Linked DNA regions of Pan troglodytes: region 1 is linked to region 2. The links are chromatin contacts, called in public HiChIP or PLAC-seq maps. All regions are on one chromosome and are shown on one strand. The core of a region is the stretch at or near the end of the contact, and the rest is flanking DNA. Distances in the headings are between cores, read along the strand shown.

The links. HiChIP or PLAC-seq counts read pairs in DNA pulled down with a chosen protein or histone mark.
Region 1: a contact with region 2 is called in an H3K4me3 HiChIP or PLAC-seq map of stem cell-derived excitatory neurons, with 7 times the contacts expected there. The contact joins the promoter of KIF5C here to the promoter of EPC2 in region 2. A contact is called at or near these places in 1 of 7 Hi-C or Micro-C datasets (stem cell-derived neural progenitor cells) and 1 of 1 datasets of contacts at active chromatin or transcription factors (stem cell-derived excitatory neurons).

What each region holds. Positions count from the first base shown.
Region 1 is chr13:50,911,953-50,916,160 of NHGRI_mPanTro3-v2.0_pri, forward strand. KIF5C (kinesin family member 5C) reads left to right here and starts at 2,243. Exons shown (of 26, transcript XM_009443445.4): 1 at 2,243-2,759. The coding sequence starts at 2,634.
Region 2 is chr13:50,681,270-50,685,739 of NHGRI_mPanTro3-v2.0_pri, forward strand. It overlaps EPC2 (enhancer of polycomb homolog 2), which reads left to right and starts at 2,332. Exons shown (of 14, transcript XM_016949790.3): 1 at 2,332-2,773. The coding sequence starts at 2,621.

The DNA.
Region 1 (4,208 bases), core at 993-3,492, 230 kb after region 2:
TGCCCATTGAAAAAATTTTTTTTTTGGTTGTGAGTTATAGGTATTCTTTATATATTCTGTATATTAACTCCTTAGCAGATGTATTATTTGCAAATTTTTCCCCATTTCATGAGTTGCCTTCTCACTCTGTTGATAGCATCCTTTGATGTGCAAAAGTTTTAATTTTGATGTAGTTAAATTTATCTGTTTTTTCTTCTGTTACCTATCTTTTTTTTTTTTTTTTTCCCTGAGATGGAGACTCACTCTGTCGCCCAGGTTGGAGTGCAGAGGCACAATCCTGGCTCACTGCAATCTCTGCCTCCTGGGTTCAAGTGATTCTTCTGCCTCAGTCGCCAGATTAGCTGGAATTACAGGCACGTGCCACCATGCCTGGCTAATTTTTGTATTCTTAGTAGAGACCAGGTTTCACCAGGTTGGTCAGGCTGGTCTCAAACTCCTGACCTCAAGTGATCCACCCATCTCAGCCTCCCAAAGTGCTGGGATTAACATGCGTGAGCCATGGCGCCCGGCCTGTTACCTATCTTTTGGTGTCCCTTTTCAATTGTTTTGAATCCTACTTAGCCCGTTTCCTATATTAAGCCTTCTCAGACAACACTGAGAACTTCATCCTCTGTACTCCCACTAGTTTCTAAGCTGCCTGAGGGCGATGACTTATTTTGCAACCTCCCTTCAAATGAGAGGTCCTACGGTATCTCCCTTGAAAAGGGTTCACTTAATAAATCTAAGTTTACAGAGTGACAGCAAATGCCATTTGCTCAGTTAATAGCTGATGAATGAACAGATGAACGAATGAATGATGACTGAACACAGTGACACACAGATACGTCTCTGTCCACTTGAGATAATCCTGACCTCCTTAGATAAACCAGTGTATGCAAGGTTCTGGGCATCTTCTGGTGGGCTCAGGGAAACTGAGAATTGGATTGTCCTCTCTAGTATATTATGAAGTTGACCATTTAAGATGATGGGTCTCTGAGCCAGAGCCTGAGAATTACTTAATTTAAAAACAGATGAGAAGGTGGCACCTGGGTCTTTTTAATCTACTTCCACTGCACATGAGGAGATGAAATAGAACTGGTACTACTTACAAGGGTTTATAAAAGTTGATTTTAGTAGGTCTGTCCTCTGAGCTAGGCAGAGAACACTTGTATTTTCAGGTATTACCCGAATTTAAGCAACAGATGTGTTCCTAAAATTAACTAACTTATTTGTTTTATGATCATTTGTTCAGCACCCAATAACATCTAACTTTCAAGAGCTTATCCTATATACATGTCAGGCACCGTGCTAGGTGCTTTAAAAGCATCTTTCTTTTAATTCCCCCAGAAATCACAAGATGATATTAATCCAATGACAGAGATGAGGAAACTGAGTCTTAAGGAAATTAAGACTTCTTAATTTCCTCCGCCCGTGGGTCATACATCTAGTAAGTGGCTGAGGTGGGATTCACACTCATGCATTGCTTCTTCCTAGGGTAGAATCCTTATTCAGTATGCTGCCCACTATGTGCTAGATGCTACAGACACAAAGATATCAAGCAGATATCACCACCCAAGTGCAGTGCTAGAGACAGGCACAGGAGATTAGGGGAACATCAAGGAGGGCCACCAACTCTTTATAGGTGTTTAGTGAGCTGGGAAAGTCTGAGGAAGGAGGGTTGAGCTAGGTCTTAGAGGAAAAGGAAGTTCTGGAAAAATAGAGTGGACACTCAGTTGTTCTGCCAGCCCGGCACCATGCCTGGGAATACCATCCCTCTTCTTTTGGGAACCTTCCCACCAAGGGATTCCTCCATAATCTTACAAAATCCCTGATTCTGGTTGATTGGTTTAGCACTAGATGCCAACCTAAACCAAGGCCAATCAAACCCAAACTCTGAACAGACATCCATCCTTATCTAGTGGTAGAAGTTGAAGGATGAAACCCAGGGGCTATTGGGAGCTGTTTCCCAAGTGATTTTCTTTTGGGATCAGGATGATCCAGACCTAGTTATCTAGAGATTTTAACCGGAAATATTGGATATGACCTCCATCCGGTTCCTGGCTTGGGCAGCCAGACCGGACTTGCAGGCTCTTGGAGGTCGCATCCTGTCCTTCCCCCGGCAGGTAGAGTGACTACAAGTCCCGGGATGCGCAGCGCTCGGAGTCGGGCGGGGGCCGGGCGGACCTCGACGGTGACGTCACCGTCCCGGGGCGGGCCAGAGGAGGGCGGGGCGGAGGGGCGGAGGGGCGGGTCGCAAGGCGGCAGAGCGCGCTGGTGCTGATGCAGGATGGCTGAGCGCGCAGGAGCCCGGGAGGTCTGAGCCGGGCGAGGCTCGCTCCCTGCGCATCGCCTCCTCCGCCCGCCGCGTGGTCGCGGGCAGGTGGGCCGGGGGGCGCTGGGCAGGGGCGGGGCAGGGCCAGGGCAGGCCGGTCTGCAGCCGGAGGGGCCGGAGCGGAGAAGCTGCCCACCTTCCCGGGCTCGGAGCGGCCGGGGCTGCTCAGCCGGCCGGGCTCGCGATGACCTGCTGAGAAGCGTCGTCGGAGGCTGCAGGAGGCGGCCTAGCTGTGGGCGGTGCAGCTCGCGGCCTCCTCCCTCGTCGTTCCCGGCCCCGGCCCCCCACCCATCCCCTTGCCCCCTCCCTACCGCCGGCCGAGATGGCGGATCCAGCCGAATGCAGCATCAAAGTGATGTGCCGGTTCCGGCCCCTCAACGAAGCGGAGATCCTCCGCGGGGACAAATTCATCCCCAAATTTAAAGGCGATGAGACCGTGGTGATCGGGGTAAGTGGCTGGGGCGTCTGCCTTCCCTGCTGCTCCGCGCCGCAGCTCGGCGCCCCGACGCCCCAGACGCAGCGGAGGTGTTTAGGCCGCCCCCTCGGACATTCCCGCGGGGCTGGCCTCTCGGGTGGACCTGACCAGAGACCCCTCGCCCCGCGCACTATGGTTCCCTCCCGGGCGGGTGGAGAGGCGGCCGGGAGCGGCGGGCCGGGCGGGGGTGGCGGGGGTGGGGGTGGGGGGCGAAGACGGGCTCGGCGCCGCCATTGTTAGCCGGGTGGGGGCCCGGGTGGGCCCATTGTTCCCCACGCTCGCCTCGCCGCGTGGGTAGTGTGTTCGGGTGACCCTCAAGCCGGGTGCCCAGGCCCCCTTTAAAGTGTGAGCTCTGCAACCCGCAAATGCTTCTGGGCATCAATCAATTCGATTTACCAAACGCCTTGCCTCTTCTTCTCACGACCTTAGCAAAAAAGAAAGAAAAAGGGGTACAGGAAAATTTCTAGCCGCGTCTCGGAGCTCCCGCGGCAGTGTAGACGCGGCTCCCCGCGGTGTTACACCTGGCTCCGCGCGCGGAAGGCGGAGGGTTGGGGGAGTACTGGTGGCCTCGGTGTCCCCTGGAGGCCTGGTGTGTCTCCCGCTTCCTCTCACGCCTGGCTGCCCTGGATGTGGAGTCCCGGCTTGATCCCTCCCCTCTGGGATGACCTCCCTCCCATGTCTGCAGACCCTCTGATGCGCCTCACGCTGGGTGGAGAGGAGGCTGTGTCCACATCTGTGGGGCGAGGGGGCTCAGAGCGCAGTAGCCCCCTGTGCCAAGAGCAGAAGTTACTTCGTGCGGCTCGGACCCCCCTCCCTCTCTATCTCCCTTCCCCACCTTTTCTCCCCCACCCCCTCCCCCTACTTAGCTCCCTCTCTGCAGCTGGGGCTGCTGGTAGGGGGAGGGAACACCAATGGATTTTAGTTCTTAAAGGAATCTGTCAGATGAAACAAACCAGCTCGGTCCCCCGCCCCTTCCCCGCCCGCTGTCCGTAGCGTGTGTGGCTGATGGTGCCCCCTTTGTATGCGAGCCGCGTGGGGAGGGACCGAGTTAATGGGAGCCTCCCGGTCCCCGCTGACACGTTCCTGGCAGCCTGCTCCAGGCTGCTGATGCAGCCTTCCCGTCCCCAGCATTGATTAAGTGATGTCATCCTGATCACTGAGCATGCTCCGACTAACCCCCTCCTCCCCTTCCTCCAGTGGCTGGTGTATTTAGGTCAAGTGATTGACAGGTGACAGTTTACCGAGGGTATTGCAGGAGTCCGCCTGGCCTTTCTCAAGCGCCAGAGGCCGACGTTTTCCAGCCCGGGCGGTCCCCAGCATCTTTGCCAAGGTTGTCTGCCGCAGTCGCAGCGAAGGGCCCTGGGGACCAGCAGGTGCCAGCTGTACCGTAAGGCGGGAGCTCTCCACGCTGGAGGAGCCTGG
Region 2 (4,470 bases), core at 1,082-3,581:
TGTTGTTCCTGCCCTCCTTGGTCTACTGCAACTTTAGGCTCTGGCTTATGCGCTCTCTTGGCCGTTGGTTGGAAGGTCTTAGTAACTAACTTTGAATTAGCAGCTTTAGAATGCTGACTGGTCAATAAGCTGAAGAGCTTGGATAGCAGGGTAACACCACTGAGAAAACCAGAGTTTTGGAGTCAGGTCAGACCTGAATTTGAGCCCAGTTCTGCAAGGTGTTGCAATTGAAATTTGGCAAATTATCTGATGCTCAGTTTTCTTATTGGTAAAATTATATTTTTTCATAAAATTATAATAAGAATTAAGTGGAATTCAACTAGTTGAGATAATATATATATAACATGTTACTACAATGGATGGTATATTACACATACTTGATATTTCCTTTTCTGAGAGAAACAGTAAAACTAAACATAGGGACTAGAAGAAAGCTATCCTTTCTGAACCTGAGGAGGGCTGGGCATCCAGATGAAAGCTCTGGATGACTCATTTCTTCAACTATTGCTTTTTTCTTCCCTTTCAGGCTTGAACCCTGTGCTGACCCCCTCCCAAGAACTTCTTGTTCTTGCTTCCAGAGGATTGGAACTGTTCCAGGGGTAGCACTTAGAGAGCAGGACATGCCCATAAGCTTGAGGAAGGTACTGCTTACAAGAAATGAGTCACAGCAACTCCATTGCTTCCAACAACAAAGTGGATGAAAAACACTCAAGCCCCACTAAACAATACTCGGAGTTTGGCTGCGACAGACTGGTTAGACTATTTGGACACTACCATGAAGACTATATCCACCATTCTGCCTTCAAAGGAGGAGACTGTAGAGAGAAAAGGGGAAGAGGAACAGGAGGAAAAGGGGGGAGGGGAGGAAGTGGAGGAGGGGAAGAAGGACGTAATAGAGGAAGAGATATAGTTTTATTGTCACATAGAAATGACAGTAGGAATCAATTTTTTCACTGTTGGTCTTTAGGAAATCATCTGCCTTTCTCTGGGTTAGACAGAGTATGATCGATTATTAGAAAATGGTAAAATGTGTTAAAAACTCTCTTTGTACGGTTTTGTGAGAAATGCGTAATGCTTAAAGACTAACCAAGAGACTCTTGGCTAAACCAGGTTGATGTCAACAACAGCTAGTACTTATTTGAGTCACCTTGATTTTCCCTCCTCTTGAGAACTTTCTCTAACCAGTTTAGGCTGCAGTCATGCCTCTTTTCCTTTCTCTGAACTCTCACAATTATTGCCTAGATCTCGTTTGGTAATTAATCAGGTGCTACTTACTGCCTGTGTCATCTCTTGTATTGTTTTCTTAAAATATTTACACTTTTTTTTCGGTTGTCACTTATCTTTCCAGCTGTCATTTTCTTCAACTATTTACGTCTGTGTTACTCATCTTTCCAGCCATCCTGGCATCCCATTAAGGTGAAAGCTCTCTGAGGCAGGAACCTCTTCTCAGATTTCTTCGAGTCTTCCACAGCACCCCACATTTGACACACAACTGCTACTTCGCAAATGTGTGCTGTCTTGGCTAAATTTTTAGAAGCTGAACTTTTAGGAAAGCTACTATTTTTGAACTCAGAAAAATACCTACCATCCACTAAACAGCTGTACCGAAGTTTGGGTGACAGGGAACCTAAGTTCACTTGTTGCATCTGGCAGCCTCAAACCATGAACCCTCACTGCTGCCCTGAGCATCCTCCCCGCGAAAGCGAGGATGAACGCGCTGCTGCACCTTGGAGAGCTCTTTCGGACAGGTACGGAGGGGAGGGCGTAGAAGAGGGCTGGCACCAGCAGCGCGGTCCAGTCCTCCGAACGGACTGATGGGACTGATGGGAGAGACCTCTTGCACCTCTCGGGGATGTGCGCCTCGGAGGATGCGAATTAGCCTGCGCACAGGGCGCCTTGGGGATAAGCGCTGTCCGAGTACAGGCTTGGGTGATGGCTGGTGGGGTCCGGGTCGACATCTTCCCTTCCCGCTCCCGGACTTCTGCACAAACGCGCTGCTCGGCGCAGCCGTCTTTGCCCGGCGCCTTCCTCCGGGACACCCAGCGAGAGGGGTGACCGGGCGGCGGAGGGAGAGGCGCACGCTCCCGGGCGCGGGCGAACTTGCGCACCTGGCACCTGCCACACAGCGAAAGCACCGGCCGGCGAGCGGAGGGGCGCCGCCCCCGCCCCCTCTCCCCGGAGCCGACCGAGACCGAGCACGCTCCCGCGGGCCGGCAGCGCCGCGGAGAGAGTGGGTGGGCAGGCGAGGGAGGGGAAGGGAGAGGAAGGAGGGAGGGAGGGAGAGGGCGAGGCGCGTTCCCGCGACGGGGGCGCGCTCTCGCGCGGGCTGCCGGGATCGCTCGCCGCCGCTGTGGTAATGTCCGCCATGTTGGCCATGGCGCAGGGAGCGGATCGGGCGGGCGAGCGGCGGATCTAGTGTGTGGAAGCGGCCGCGGGCGGCGGGGGGCTGTTTTCGGGCGGGGTGGGCGCCCATGCTGTGGCCGGGGGCAGTGAGGAGGAGGAGGAGCGGGCCGGCCGCGCTGCACTGAGGAAGGAGGTGGAGGAGGCGGCGGGAGTCCTCCCCCCCTCCCCGCCCGCCCCGCCGCCGCCGCCCGGGCTGTTCCTGTAAGGCGGGGAGACAATGAGTAAACTCTCCTTCCGAGCGCGGGCGCTGGACGCCGCCAAGCCGCTGCCTATCTACCGCGGCAAGGACATGCCTGATCTCAACGACTGCGTCTCCATCAACCGGGCCGTGCCCCAGATGCCCACCGGGATGGAGAAGGAGGAGGAATCGGTAGGGACTCGAGTGTTTATTACCCCCCCTTCCCTCCTCCCCCCTCCCCTTTGTCAGTCGGGCCTCGCCATTCACAGAGCGCTTTACGCTCGCTGGAGGGCGCCGCTGCCGCTCTAACGCACGGGACTCTACGCCGGCGGAGTAGCGTAAACCCTCTCGGCCGGCGTAGCGCCCGCCCGCGGCCGCCATGTTGTTGCGTCCCAGTGTTGTGATTAGCTCGCAGCGCTGCTTACGCTGCCGTAAGGGGGCCTTGCCGTAAGCGGCGGCCGGGAATGGCGCAGGGGATGCGCTGGCCGCACTTGGCGTACGGTCTCTGTTTACCTTTCCACCTCCCTCCCCCAGGCGCGGGGCTAATTAATGGCATGGTATTATTTGGCTAGGCAAGATTATTATTTTTTCCACTTTTAACTTTGGCTTTGTATTGAGTTCTCTTTGAAATGACTGTGGAAGGGTGCTTTCAAAACAAACATCTTCCTCCCAGTAATGTAATCATCCTGGCTCCCCCGCCCGCGAAGGTGCAGCGGGATGAGGCGGTGCAGCACTGCGGCGGGGGAGGGCGGGGGCCACGACTACCGAGCGGGTCGTAGCGTCCGAGGGCCGCCCGCCGGCCAGTTCAGCCGACCCGAGCCGGGCGCGGGGCGGACGGGCTCTGCCTGCTCCGCCGGGACGGCCGTGCTCCGTGCGCAACGTTAGAGAGGAGCCGGGGATGCCCCGAAGCGAGCCGCCGGCGTAGCGTTGTCCTCGAGAATTGTCATTGCGAGGTGGTCCTTAGAAGTTGAGGACCTAGTGCATCTAAATTGGCAGTTGTAATTTTGATAATACAGCACCTTTTGGGAAAACTGCTGCTTTTCCTCCGATGGGTTAAATTTTGCAGACGGTTGGATTTCATCTGGCTTGACAGAGAGTGTTTATGACTCGAGTGGTGTTACTTGCGTGCGAAGTTCATAGTAACTGCACCCTCAAGAATTTCTTCAATGAACCTACAGTCCCGCCTTATTGTCAACCTCGGGTGTGTGTGGATTGGTTCTCTTGCTTCAGTGACTGTCAAAAGGAAGCTCGAGGTTTCAGTGATTGGTTTTCTCTTTTGACTATTAATATTGCAGGAAATGCTTTTATGCCTTCGATTGGCTGGTTGAGTTCTGACCTCATTATGTTACCCTGTGATTACTACTTTGCTCTTATTTAATCACATTTCTCTTTGATGTATAGTTACTTGAAAGTCTTACATTTTCAGTAGAAAATGCATATGGCCGTAGCATCGGGATGAACTTAACTGTGTGTGTACAGACACAAATAATGTAATAGATGTATATACACGCACATACACATATCTATTTGTGTGTGCCTATATATATAAATATGTTTATAATCAAAACCCAGCATTTATCCCTAAGGTTCAGAGCTGTGAGAACTTTTTTTTTTGTATGTGAGAACTTTTTTTTTTAATTTGTTTCTAACGACTCAGCTTTCCATGGGAAGGAAAATTAAAATAAAATCATATTATATACAATAGTTAATTACATTGAACCCTAATAAGCACAACTTTGGATATTTTTGCTATTTTGTGGGTCTTGATCCAGAAGAAAGATGGCCTTAAAAGTACCAGTATTGTGTGTAATTACTTTGATCCTATTATTTTAGAACTTGAGTCAAATCTGTTCTAGGCTGGGCGCAGTGGGTCACGCCTGTAATCCCAG